2 separate regions of the Pan troglodytes genome follow, and region 1 is linked to region 2. The links are chromatin contacts, called in public Hi-C maps. All regions are on one chromosome and are shown on one strand. Each heading gives the region's core, a stretch centred on a gene start, on an enhancer-like site or on the middle of the called end of the contact. The rest is flanking DNA. Distances are from core to core; before and after follow the strand shown. Region 1 holds the start of HNRNPU (heterogeneous nuclear ribonucleoprotein U). Region 2 overlaps EFCAB2 (EF-hand calcium binding domain 2).

Region 1 (6,293 bases), core at 2,151-4,650, 190 kb after region 2:
CGGCCTCCCAAAGTGCTGGGATTACAGGCGTGAGCCACCGCGCCCGGCCTTTTTTTTTTTTTTTTTTTTTTTTTTTTGAGACGAAGTTTTGCTTTGTCCCCCAGGCTGGAGTTCAGTGGCTCAGTCTCAGCTCACTGCAACCTCCGCCTCCCAGGTTCAAGTGATTCTCCTGCCTCAGGCTCCTGAGTAGCTGGGATTACAGGCGGCCACCACCACGCCTGGCTATTTTTTGTGTTTTTAGTAGAGATGGGGTTTCAACATGTTGGCCAGGCTGGTCTCGAACTCCTGACCTCAGGTGATCTGCCCACCTCAGCCTCCCAAAGTGCTGGGATTACAGGTGTGAGCCACCACTCCCGATCTTGTTTTTTTTTGTTTGTTTTTTTGGGGGCGGGCGGGGGGGGAATAAGAATATTTAACATAAGATCTTAACAGGTTCTTTCTTTCTTTCTTTCTTTCTTTCTTTCTTTCTTTCTTTCTTTTTTTTTTTTTGAGACAGGGTCTCCCTCTGTTGTCCAGGTTAGAGTGCAGTGGTACAATCACGGCTCACTGCAGCCTTGACTGCCGGGGGTCAAGTGATCCTGCTACCTCAGCCCCTTGAGTAGCTCGGACTACAGGCGTACCACCACAGCCACCTGATTTTAATTTTTTATGGAGATGGAGTCTCACTGTGTTGCTCAGGCTGGTTTCGAACTCCTGGCCTCAAGCCATCTTCCCATCTCAGCCTCTCGAAGTGCTGGGATTACAGACATGAGCCGCTGGGCCTGGCCAGCAAATTTTTAAGTGCAGGATGCTTTGTTAACTGTAGATCTCTGGAACTGCCTCATCTTTATGACTATAAAATGTTTTTGAGAAGGTATTGAAAAAATATTTGCTGAATAAATTGTGTGACAAAGTATAGCATTTCCTTTGCTTAAACCTCAAAAATGTAAGCTAGATATGCAGAGCACCAAAACTTTGTAGTTACCTCTCACAGATCAATTATTCATAGGTCATTCTTGAATCATTTTTTGTTATTGAGAATTAACTTGTCTCCTCCGGCACGCGGTATTCTTGGTAGCCTCTAGGATTTCACACAGGGGGAATTTAAATAGTCTTAGAGGTCCTTCAGAGATTTACAGGAAGTGACCTGCACTTTAACAGGTCTCTGTAGAGCAGGACTATCATGATAGCATTAAAAATATAAGAAGCAAAAATGATCAATAAGATGTCACCATTTGTACTTTGAAGTGGTAGCATAAGACTATGGAATGGCATATTTCCTCTGTTTGTGAAAAGGATAGTATGATGATGGTTCTTTGAGCAGAAATTGTTTTTCTTTCAAATGCTGTCTAAGGCAGCACAATGTAATAGAAAGCCCATTGGTGTGGGGGGTGAGGGTCCCAGCTTCCTGGGCAGTAAAATGAACAGGACTGCAGATCGATCTCCAGGCCCCATCCAGCTCTCAAGTTCTCCAAAACTTTTGGAGATAAAGCCATAGAACTTTCTTGTGAGCATCAAAAGTTGTATTTCATGTTTATTATTGCAACTGACTTAATGTTCCAAGAGTGACTGTTACAGATCTACTATATGTAGATATACAAACTTTGTTTTCATAGTTTAGTGTTTTCCAGTAAATGAAATTTGTTTTCATATAACTAATATTTAAAGGTGTAAATAATATCTAGGACACATAAATTTAAGGAACCATCATAATTGTATTTAACTCTGATTCATTAAGGGATTATCTAGTTTGTGAACATGTAAACCCCCTGTAGCTCTCTTCCCATTTCTGAACGAAGACAAAATTTCAAATTCCAGTTTGTGGCTTATTCATACCTTCAAAATTATAACCAAAGGCTAAAATGAGTTTCTGGTACTGTTTGGAAGTTTCTATTTTGGGGGCTATCCTCACCACTGAACTTGAACTGGGGATTATCAGTAGTACTGTACATAGTCCATTAATTTCAAGTCAAATCATTTCACAAGTGTTAATATTTCACGTATACATGACTGCAAGGTATGGTAGAATGCTTCATAAAAGCTACTGAAAATAAACTTCAAAAATAAAATGTATCAATTAGTTAAATCATATTAGCCTATGGGAGAAATTTCAATGTGTTTACTTCCAAATTTCAAATTAATAATGGGGCAATATTATTGTGCCACCTAGAGCACCAAACAGTGGGTATAAACCATCTCCTTAGTCAGATGGAACACTGGCTGGACACTGCAGATTATCTAGGGCTTAAGATGTTAACCTCTATCACGAATCTAAATTCTGACTTCCCTATCTAAAACTTCGAGAACATCACATCTTTTATTTAAAGAGAAAAAGTAAACTTCTAACATATAAAATAACGGATTTCTTTTCAAGAGCGATAGTCCATTTTTCTTTTTACAAAATCACAGCCCTTGATTTTTCATAAACTTTAAGTTTCAGAATAATTTGGTCAAGAGTATTTCTACAGGAATAGGAAGAGAATCAAGTGGGCCTATAATCAAAGACTTAGCTGGGTCTCACCCTCACGGTTAGCTACTGGGACTTCGTAGCTGATGACCAGGTCCTAAAGTGGACAGAACAAGTGTTACTGGAGGTCCGTCTTCGTGGTAGGTACAGAAAACTTGGAAATGCAATTCTGAGGTTTATTCAGGGCTACTAAGAGCATGAGAACAGCTGCCCTGCAAAGGCAGGTAAACTAAGGTTTGCAGTACGGAGTAGTAAGCAAAGCCTCTACTTCCCAGGCCCCGCACCCGGGGTGTGGAACAGACAAAAGAACGGTTCTGCCCTTGCCCTTCTCGAACTTAAAATCCAATTCGCAAGGCAGGACTCACACAAATTAAACCAAATACAGTATTATGAGGAAAAGAGCCGCTGCGTGTTAACAGTTGCCAATGTATGCTATACCAGTCAAAACTGAGATACGATTTGAAGGAGTTTTAAACGAAGAGCTGGAGAAACACATAAGAAGGCAGATCTAAGATGGAAGAAAAGGCGGATTCGGGTTGAAACGCCAAGTTGAGGACTGAAGAAAGCATTTGGATAAAGCAGCCTCCAAGCTGGGAAGGAGAAAAGCCAAACGAGTATAGCCACCAAAGACCCAGAAAGGCCAATATATCATGCAGTGAGTCGGTTGAACTGAAAGGCGGTTTCCTTTTCCTCCATTTGCTCAGTCCCAATTGGAAGCGCACTGCGCGGCCTCTACAGCGCTCTCCGCCCGGGTTCGGCGTGGGGGCGGGGAGGTAAGTACGGTAATGGGCGGGGCCGAGCGCGGGCGCGCTCCGGCTTTCCTCCTGCGCAGCGCTCCCGTCAGCGCAGGGGGCGGGGCGCCTATATTACGTGAGCGGCGCCGCTCCTGCGAGAGGACGTTGCGTGCTCGCTCGCGCCAGGCGAGTCTCCGCGTCTCCCTCGCGAACTCGGTGAAAGGAATTGGCGCCGTTCGACAGCAGGCGGATCCGCTCTGCAGCACGAACCCATCTCCAGCCGCAGCCGCAGCCGCCGCCCCGGCCGAGGAGCAGCCGCAGCAGCCGCCACCAGTGGCCGAGTGAGCGGAGCCGAGTTTGAGGCAGCGCCTAGCGGTGAATCGGGGCCCTCACCATGAGTTCCTCGCCTGTTAATGTAAAAAAGCTGAAGGTGTCGGAGCTGAAAGAGGAGCTCAAGAAGCGACGCCTTTCTGACAAGGGTCTCAAGGCCGAGCTCATGGAGCGACTCCAGGCTGCGCTGGACGACGAGGAGGCCGGGGGCCGCCCCGCCATGGAGCCCGGGAACGGCAGCCTAGACCTGGGCGGGGATTCCGCTGGGCGCTCGGGAGCAGGCCTCGAGCAGGAGGCCGCGGCCGGCGGCGATGAAGAGGAGGAGGAAGAGGAAGAGGAGGAGGAAGGAATCTCCGCTCTGGACGGCGACCAGATGGAGCTAGGAGAGGAGAACGGGGCCGCGGGGGCGGCCGACTCGGGCCCGATGGAGGAGGAGGAGGCCGCCTCGGAAGACGAGAACGGCGACGATCAGGGTTTCCAGGAAGGGGAAGATGAGCTCGGGGACGAAGAGGAAGGCGCGGGCGACGAGAACGGGCACGGGGAGCAGCAGCCTCAACCGCCGGCGACGCAGCAGCAACAGCCCCAACAGCAGCGCGGGGCCGCCAAGGAGGCCGCGGGGAAGAGCAGCGGCCCCACCTCGCTGTTCGCGGTGACGGTGGCGCCGCCCGGGGCGAGGCAGGGCCAGCAGCAGGCGGGAGGTAAGAAGAAGGCGGAAGGCGGCGGAGGCGGCGGTCGCCCCGGGGCTCCGGCGGCGGGTGAGTGCTGCGTTGTACGTTGCGCGCGGCGGGAGGCCCGCGCGGGGTGGGGACCGTGCCCCAGGCCTGCCGGAGCCCCGCAGGGGGAGGGAGCCCCGGGCGGGAGGGCGCCGCGGTGAGGGTGGGGGAGGGGGCGCGGGGAATCCCAGATGAGCCGAGAGGCCTCGGGCTCGGGGCGTGTGTGCGCGCGCGCGCGCGTGTGTGTGTGTGTGTCGGCGGTGGCAGCGCCTCCATTATGTGGCTCGAGAGCCGGGGGGAGCTGCAGCTGCCGCTGTAGGGGGAGGAGCCGCGGGCGGGCGGCGGGAGGGAGCCCGGTCGGCCCGCGGTGGCGCCGTCGCGCTGCGTGCGCGCGGTGCGGGCACATGTCTCGGGGGGAGGGGAGAGGCCCCAGGTCCCGGGGCGGGCGCGCTTTGGCGGCTCCTCGCCGCTGTATTGTGCAAGGAGCGCAGGGGCTCGGCGTGACGTCACTTCCGGCGGGAGGAGCCGGGCGGGGCGGGGGGCGGAAGATCAGTACAATGCGGCCGCGGGGAGCGCGGGCCCGCGGGGGAGGGGAGCGCCGCCGCGCCGGGCTCGGCCCCTCCCCCTCCCCGCGCCCTCTTCGGGATACACGTGGGCTTCGGGCCTGGGCCGCGCAGTTTTTCTTTGGCTTTCTCGAATCATCGAGGAGACTGGCAAAATTAGTAACGTCTTTAGACTGCGTCACTAGCGCCAATCGAATTCGTAGTTGATTGTTCTTTGAATTCACATTTGAGTCCTCGGTTAAAACCTCAGTTAAAAAGCAGGATAAAGTCGAGCTGCTTTGGTTCTCGGAACGGAAAAGCGTTTTTTTGTTGTTTAGAGGCTTGGCCTTTTATGGGGCTCGTGTGTGTTTCAGGGGACGGCAAAACAGAACAGAAAGGCGGAGATAAAAAGAGGGGTGTTAAAAGACCACGAGAAGATCATGGCCGTGGATATTTTGAGTACATTGAAGAGAACAAGTATAGCAGGTATAGGATGCTCACCTAGTTTTACTCATCCCTTACTCGTTCGTTGATCGGAAAGCTGTATCAGGAGACAATTCTGTCTTTCAGAGCCAAATCTCCTCAGCCACCTGTTGAAGAAGAAGATGAACACTTCGATGACACAGTGGTTTGTCTTGATACTTGTAAGTGAAGCTGTTTCTCCCCAATTATGAAATGCGGTGATGGTGGTTTTTTTTTTTTTTTTTTTTTGGTTCCAGAATGTTAGAAAACTTAATGCTTAAGTGCAGCAAAACTTGGGTTAGTTTTTTTAAAAGCAGGAAGATAATGGTTTACATTCAGAACCTAGTAGTTTAATATTTAGCACGTCATCAGTTGTATTAAGTGGATTATTTTACAGGCTCTAGGAGTTTCGTATTTTTATGAATTGAAAGTTCTCATTCTTAGGAAATGTAAAATTAATGCCAGTTTTTGATTAGCTAACGGAAACTTGTAACACTACCTATGATTTAGCCTTACAGGCTTCTACAATAAAGTAATTCATTTTTTTGTGGAATTATATTAAGTGAGCTATTTGGGCTAGTTAAATATTTACTAATGACTTCTCCCATTAGCACACAAGTATATTCCCTATTTTAAAAGATTGTAATACTACTTTTTCAATAACTGCTCTTTTGTTCTCAATTCCAGTTCAGTAGCTGCTGCTTTAAACATAAGTTGATTTCTTCCAAAGACCTGAGGCAGCAGCAGTGGGCTATCACTGGGCCACTAGCTTTCTTCAGCAGCGAATGGTATCAATGGCAGTGCAGCACTGTAAATAAATACTGCTACTTTACCCAGTTGGGTTGCAATTGAGTGAGAAAGTATCGCAAACCTCTAAGTGGGCTTTGACTGTCAGACTTGTTTTTTTTTTGTTGTTGTTACAAAAAAACGTAGTTGGTTTAGTGATGAGAATGTACAACTCTGGGTGTGATAAATAGACCAAAGGATAAAAATAACTGTTTCAAAAGTATCAGCTATGGTGTCAGCCTGCTGTGTTAGATGGAAGGCATTGGAGCTTAGCTTCTCA
Region 2 (6,215 bases), core at 2,924-5,423:
TCCTCCTACCTCAGCCTCCCAAAGTAGTGGGATTACAGGCATGAGCCTGGCCAGGTTGCTACAGTTTAAAGTATTACAGAAGGTGGCCTGGACAACATGGCAAGTCCCCATCTCTACCAAAAATTTTAAAAAAAATTATTGGGGTATGGTGGCGCATGCCTGTAGTCCCAGCTACTTGGGGGAGGATTGCTTGAGCCCAGGAGGTTGAGGCTGCAGTGAACCGAGATCGTGGCACTGCACTCCAGCCTAGGCAACAGAGTGAAACCCTGTCTCAAAGTAAAAAAATAAAATATTTCAGAAGGCTAAGAGAATAAGCAGAATCTTAGATCTGGACAAAAAGAAGAGGACTGACCTCAATAAGAGCACTTGCAGAGGAGAAAAAGAGGAAGAAAAAACTCCAAAAGAGAGCCAGCAAAAAGAAAATTGAGATCACAAGTATAGAGTACACCGTGGAGGAATATGGCTATTAAAGAGAATGATGCACATCCTACCCAATAGCTGAGAGTTCCACAGCACTTACTGTGTGCCAGGGACTGTCCTGACACAGTAATCCCTACATTAACTCACTGAACCCTCACAACAACTAGGAGGTAGGTACTATTATTGTCCCCACTTTACAGATAGAAAACTAAAGCTCAAAGACATTAAATAACTTGTCAGGGATCACGTAGAGTTAATATTCAAGCAGTGACCCCCTCAGCACTAGGGAAATATAGGAAAGAGCTGGGGAGAAGTCTGACAAGAAGGATGAGTAGAAAACGGGGATGAGGGCCGGGCGCGGTGGGTCACGCCTGTAATCCCAGGAGTTTGGGAAGCCAAGGCGGGCAGATCACCTGAGGTCAGGAGTTCGAGACCAGCCTGGCCAACATGGTGAAACCCCATCTCTACTAACAAGAGCGAAAATCCGTCTAATAAAAAAAGGGAAAAGAAAAAAGAAAAAAAAGAAAACGGGGATAAGAACAAAAGAAAGTCACTCACAATGGGAGAAAAGTAGATTAAGTAGCTTTCTGGCTCAAGAATGAACATCTTCTCTGGGTCTTCCAGGAGGAACAGTCCTCACATCCCTCTCCCCTTATACCAGGATCATGATCTGCATGGATGTGAGAAAAAATAGCCTCTAGCCATCAGGTTCGTCTTCGCAGAATCCAGTTCTACAGTGACTTATTACACGTGCCAGACTCTGGTGTAAGGTGCTTTAAATATTCTTCCTCACTTCTTCCTCATGACAGCTTTGTGTGAAAGGTACTATTTTACAGATGAGGAAAAGTGAACCACAGAAAGGTTAAGACATTTTCCCAAGATCACACGGGTAGCAAATGGTGGAAACGGGATTCACACACACAGCCTAGCTCTCATGCTACCTGCCACTGCAACTGCTGCCTCTCACAAATCTCAGTCAAGCATTCAGACTTGAAGGAGAACTTCTGAACTATAACACAGTGCTTCCAAAGAAAGCTGTGGATATTCCACCCCACGGGAGCTTTGGCCGTAGGTCCAGGGCCGCAAATTGTTGACCCAAGTGACAAATTTGGCCATCGGATATTTTTGTTGTTGTTGTTGTTGTTTATTTTTTCTTATTACAGTTTTTTTTTAGTCTAGGATTGGCGTGTTTATTTGTTTAGGTGGGGCATACATACATGTCATGAGTACAGTATGAACTCTGTCGGATTCTCACTTTTATATCACAGGCTGGCCCCCATAAGAATTTCGGTCTATCACTCCCAGAAAATATCAGTTTTGTACTGTTTAGAAATGCACCTGCAAGAAGCAGAGGAATGAGCCAAATGACACCTTAACCCAAGTGATCTGACTCTAAGATGATTTTTAAGAGCACACACAGACACTGTGGCTTATGTCAGAGAATGTTCTTGTCTCAGAAGCCCACACTGAGGCTGGGCACAGGGGCTCACGCCTGTAATCCCAGCACTCTGGGAGGCCGAGGTGGGTGGATCACTTGAAGCCAGGAGTTGGAGACCAGCCTGGCCCACATGGCAAAACTTTGTCTCTACTAGAAATACAAAAATTAGCCAGCTGTAGTGGTACACACCTGTTAAGTCCAGCTACTCGAGAGGCTGAGGCATGAGAATCACTTGAACCTGGGAGGTGGAGGTTGCGTGAGTCGAGATTGAGCTACTGCACTCCAATCTGGGTGATGGAGTGGGACTCTGTCTCAAAAAAAAAAAAAAAAAAAGAAAAAGAAAGAAAGGAAGACCCCAGCAGTGCACACCTATAGTCCCAGCTACTTGGGAAACTGGGGTGGGAGGACCACTTGAGCCCAGGAGTTCATGTCCATTTCCCACCTGGACAATATAGCAAGACACCTTTCTCCAAAAAAAAAAGAAAGAAAGAAGATCCACAGTGAAGCATTTCAGGGAAAGGTTACAATGTTTACAATTTACTCTCAAATAGTCTAGCAAAATGGTGATGATGAAAATAATAATAATAAAATGTATAAATAGGTATGTGTGTTTGTGCATATATAGAGAGAAACAGGGGAGAGAGGGAGAAGGAGAAAGAGGAGGCGAAAACAAATGTGGCAGATCATGAGGGATTGGCGAATCTAAGTAAAAGTGCGCAGGAGTTCAGGGCAACACTCTTACCGTTTAGAAGTTTGAAATTTTTTAAATAAAAAGATTTTATTTAAAAAAAAAACAAGATAAGCACATTTCACTCTCATCCATCAAAACCACAGTAATAACAAAGGATAACAGAAACCCTGCCTCATATACATAAACTACTTATACAACAATTTACTCTTGTGTTATACTATCTGTATCACTTTGGCTTGACAAGCTGGTTATGAAGGATGTCTTAATCCTCAGTTTCATAACAAAATATATTAGTTACAACATTTTCACTCAGTACTTCAGAAACTTGGCGACCCTGGATAGACCTAAAATATTGTTTCCTGAAGTAAAAGTTGAGATGAGGCTGTGTATCAGCCTACCATTCCTTGCAGGTAAAAGAAAGGCACAGTGGACCCTTCAACAACATGGTGGGAACAACACAAGCCCACTTAGATGTGGATTTTCTTCTGCCTCTGCCACTCGAAACAACAAGACCAACCCCTCTTCCTCCACCTCCTCCTCCTCAGCCTCCTCCACGTGAAGATGAGAATCAAGACCTTTATGATGATCCACCTCCTCTTAAGGAGGAGTAAATATATTTTCTCTTCCTTTTTTTTTTTTTTTTTTGAGACAGAGTCCCGCTCTGTCACCCAGGCTGGAGTGCAGTGGCACCATCTCAGCTCACTGCAACCTCCACCTCTGGGGTTCAAGCGATTCCCCTGCCGCAGCCTCTCAAATAACAGAGATTACAGGTACGTGTCACCATGTTCAGCTAAGTTTATTTTTTTATTTTTAGTAGAGACGAGGTTTCACCATGTTGGCCAGGCTAGTCTCAAACTCCTGACCTCAAGTGATCCACCTGCTTTGGCCTCCCAAAGTGCTAGTGCTGGGATTGCAGGCATGAGCCACTGCACCAGCCCCTTATGATTTTCTTAATAACATTTTCTGTTTTGTTTTGTTTTGTTTTGTTTTTTTTGGAGATGGAGTCTAGCTCTCTCGACCAGGCTGGAGTGCCGTGGCACCATCTCAGCTCTCTACAACCTCCACCTCCCAGGTTCAAGCGATTCTCCTGCCTCAGCCTCCTAAGTAGCTGGGATTACAGGCACCCGCCACCACGCCTGGCTAATTTTTGTATTTTTAGTGGAGATGGGGTTTTACCATGTTGGCCAGGCTGGTCTTGAACTCTTGGCCTCAAGTGATCCACCTGCCTCAGCCTCCCAAAGTGCTAGGATTACAGGCGTGAGCCACTGCACCTGGCCTAATGTTCTCTCTTATTAAAGTAACATTAGTTTACTTTAGTGTAAGAATACAGTAGATAATCCATATAACATACAAAATATGTTAATTGATGTTTATGTTATCAGTAAGGTTTTCAGTCCACAGCAGGCTGTTAGTTGTGTTTCGGGAGGGTCAAAAGTTACATGTGGATTTTCAACGGTAGGGGAGATCAGTGCTCCAAACCCCCACGCTGCTCGAGTCAAGTGTGTGTGGAAAAGACGAAGCCCTTTTCATCCTTCACGAAGGCTGATGAAAGCAGCACTGCAGGCGGCTCCCTGCTGCTGGAAGAGAGATGGCTTTTCAGATGGACTCGTTGAGCCCCAGGCTCAGCTCATCAGCGGTAGCAATGGCTCGCCCTCTAAAACGGAGCAGCGGCTCCCAGCTGAAGGATCACACTGACCTCAGCTCAAGGCAGCTCACCAGTCAGGTGCCTTTCAGTGGCAATTTGTTGACGTAGTTGCCCAGTAAAGGCAATATAAGACAGCGAGTGAGAAGAAAAAAATACAAGGGCAAATGAGGTAGGGGAAGGGAGGTGGTGTTTAAATATTAATCGCCCTTTCCTCTCAAATGTCTCTTTCCTCAAATGATAATGGAATGAGATGCATTTATTTCAAAAGGCCTTCCAAATTCCTTGAGATGAGAATAAAAACAAATTACAGCAGAAGCAAAAACGACTCGGAGCTTCTCTTGTCCTCCCATGTTCTGAAATACGGGGCTAGAGGCACAAATGACCGAATGATCCTATGCACTATCCTCGCATCGTATTTCTGGTGCCAAAGACATGGGAAAACAGCAGAAGGGGCCAGGTGGGCCCTGCACATGTCCAGATGGTATCCGGATGGAGCTGGGATCCTGGCCACAGTGGAGGAAACCGTATTGCTAACAGTTCAGCCTCAGGAGTAGTGAGGATCCTAAAGGTGAGCTAAGAATAAAAGAGACGGCGAGAAGGAGCACAGGTCGGAAAAGATCAGGCCATTCATTCTGAGAAAGAGATCAAGGTCTGTCTGCAAAGGGAGACAGCTGAAGAAAAAAATGTAAAAACACTGAAATAAGTGAAAAGAAAGTTACAGGAGATAGGAAAAAAAATTCATAGCTTAATGATGAAAATAAAAGAAAGAAGTTTAGAAATAAGAAAACAATACATTAGACAGGAACTAGAAAATGAAACAAAAATATAACATAATTGATAAAATCATATATAATATTAAGGTTGGTTAACCTATTTCTACTAAATGAAACTTTGAATTAAGTGAATTGATTGAAGATTAAAGTAAAGCTTTTAGGCCAGGCTGAGGCAGGGCAATAGGGTCTGGAGGCAGGGATCCTAAGGCTATTTCACACTGACTTCCTAGAACTAAATTGAAAGGAAAACCCTAACTTTCCAGCCTAAGTAACAAAAGGACCAGAGGCTACTCCCTTTGCAAACTCACTACCTTTTCTGGTAGGCAGATGGGAAATTGGCTGTCTGCAACAAACCAGACTGACTGCGGGTTGAGTCTTCGTTTGCATCTTTGTTCACTCCGGCCTCTGAATGGTTGCTGTCCACAACCAGTGAGACTGATGGCTGCTGTCCACAACCAGTCAGACTGATGGCTGCTGTCCACAACCAGTCAGACTGATGGCTGCTGTCCACAACCAGTCAGACTGATGGCCTGCCAAGTCTTTGTTTGCATAGAGGTATAACTTTGTAACTTCACCCTAGCCTCTGATTGGCTGCGAAAACCAACTCCTGTTTGCACAGGGGTGTGACCTTTGTAACTTCACTTCAGCCTCTGGTTGGCTGCTTTCTGCAACCATTCAGACGGACTGTGGGCTAGCACTTCATTTACATGAGATGGACATGAAGTGGCCAATGGAAAACTGCTAGCGGGTATTTGGACCCAAGAAGATTCTGCATCTGGGCCCTGGAGCTGCTGCTCTGGCCCACTCCCACACTGTGGAGTATACTTTCATTTTCAGTGAATCCCTGCTTTTGTTCTTTTGTTGCTTCATACTTTACTTTGCTTTGCTTTGCTGGGCATTTTGTCCAATTCTTTGTTCAAAATGCCAAGAACCTGGACAACTTGCAGTCACAACCCTCGACCAGTGACAAGGCAAGGTGGCTCACACCTGTGATCCCAGCACTGTGGAAGGCTGAGGCGGGAGGACCACCTGTGTCCAGGAGTTCAAGACCACCCTGAGCAACACAGTAAGACCCTGTTTCTACAAAAAAATGTAAAATTAGCCAGGCATGGTGGTGTGTGGCTGTAGTTCCAGCTACCCCGGAGGCTGAGATGAGAGGATGACTTGAGCAGGCGAGGTTGAAGCTGCAGTGAGCTCTGGGATGCTGCCATCACACCGCAGCCTGGGTGACAGAACAAGACTCTGTCT

What was found. A called contact is a pair of places that touch in the nucleus more often than the background predicts.
Region 1: a Hi-C map of induced pluripotent stem cells shows a contact between it and region 2, with 2.5 times the contacts expected there. The contact joins the promoter of HNRNPU here to the enhancer-like site in region 2. A contact is called at or near these places in 3 of 7 Hi-C or Micro-C datasets (induced pluripotent stem cells and stem cell-derived neural progenitor cells) and 1 of 1 datasets of contacts at active chromatin or transcription factors (stem cell-derived excitatory neurons).

The regions. Positions count from the first base shown.
Region 1 is chr1:4,288,956-4,295,248 of NHGRI_mPanTro3-v2.0_pri, forward strand. It overlaps HNRNPU (heterogeneous nuclear ribonucleoprotein U), which reads left to right and starts at 3,401. Exons shown (of 14, transcript NM_001280278.1): 1 at 3,401-4,208; 2 at 5,140-5,251; 3 at 5,336-5,409. The coding sequence starts at 3,575.
Region 2 is chr1:4,100,293-4,106,507 of NHGRI_mPanTro3-v2.0_pri, forward strand. All of the region lies in intron 3 of EFCAB2 (EF-hand calcium binding domain 2), which reads right to left. Among named protein-coding and RNA genes, the nearest start is that of EFCAB2, 81 kb to the right of the region's middle. Within about 2 kb of position 4,174, at least 3 of the 24 cell types and tissues checked have an H3K27ac peak or open chromatin away from gene starts, as enhancers often do. A contact at or near this core is called in induced pluripotent stem cells, where this site is marked.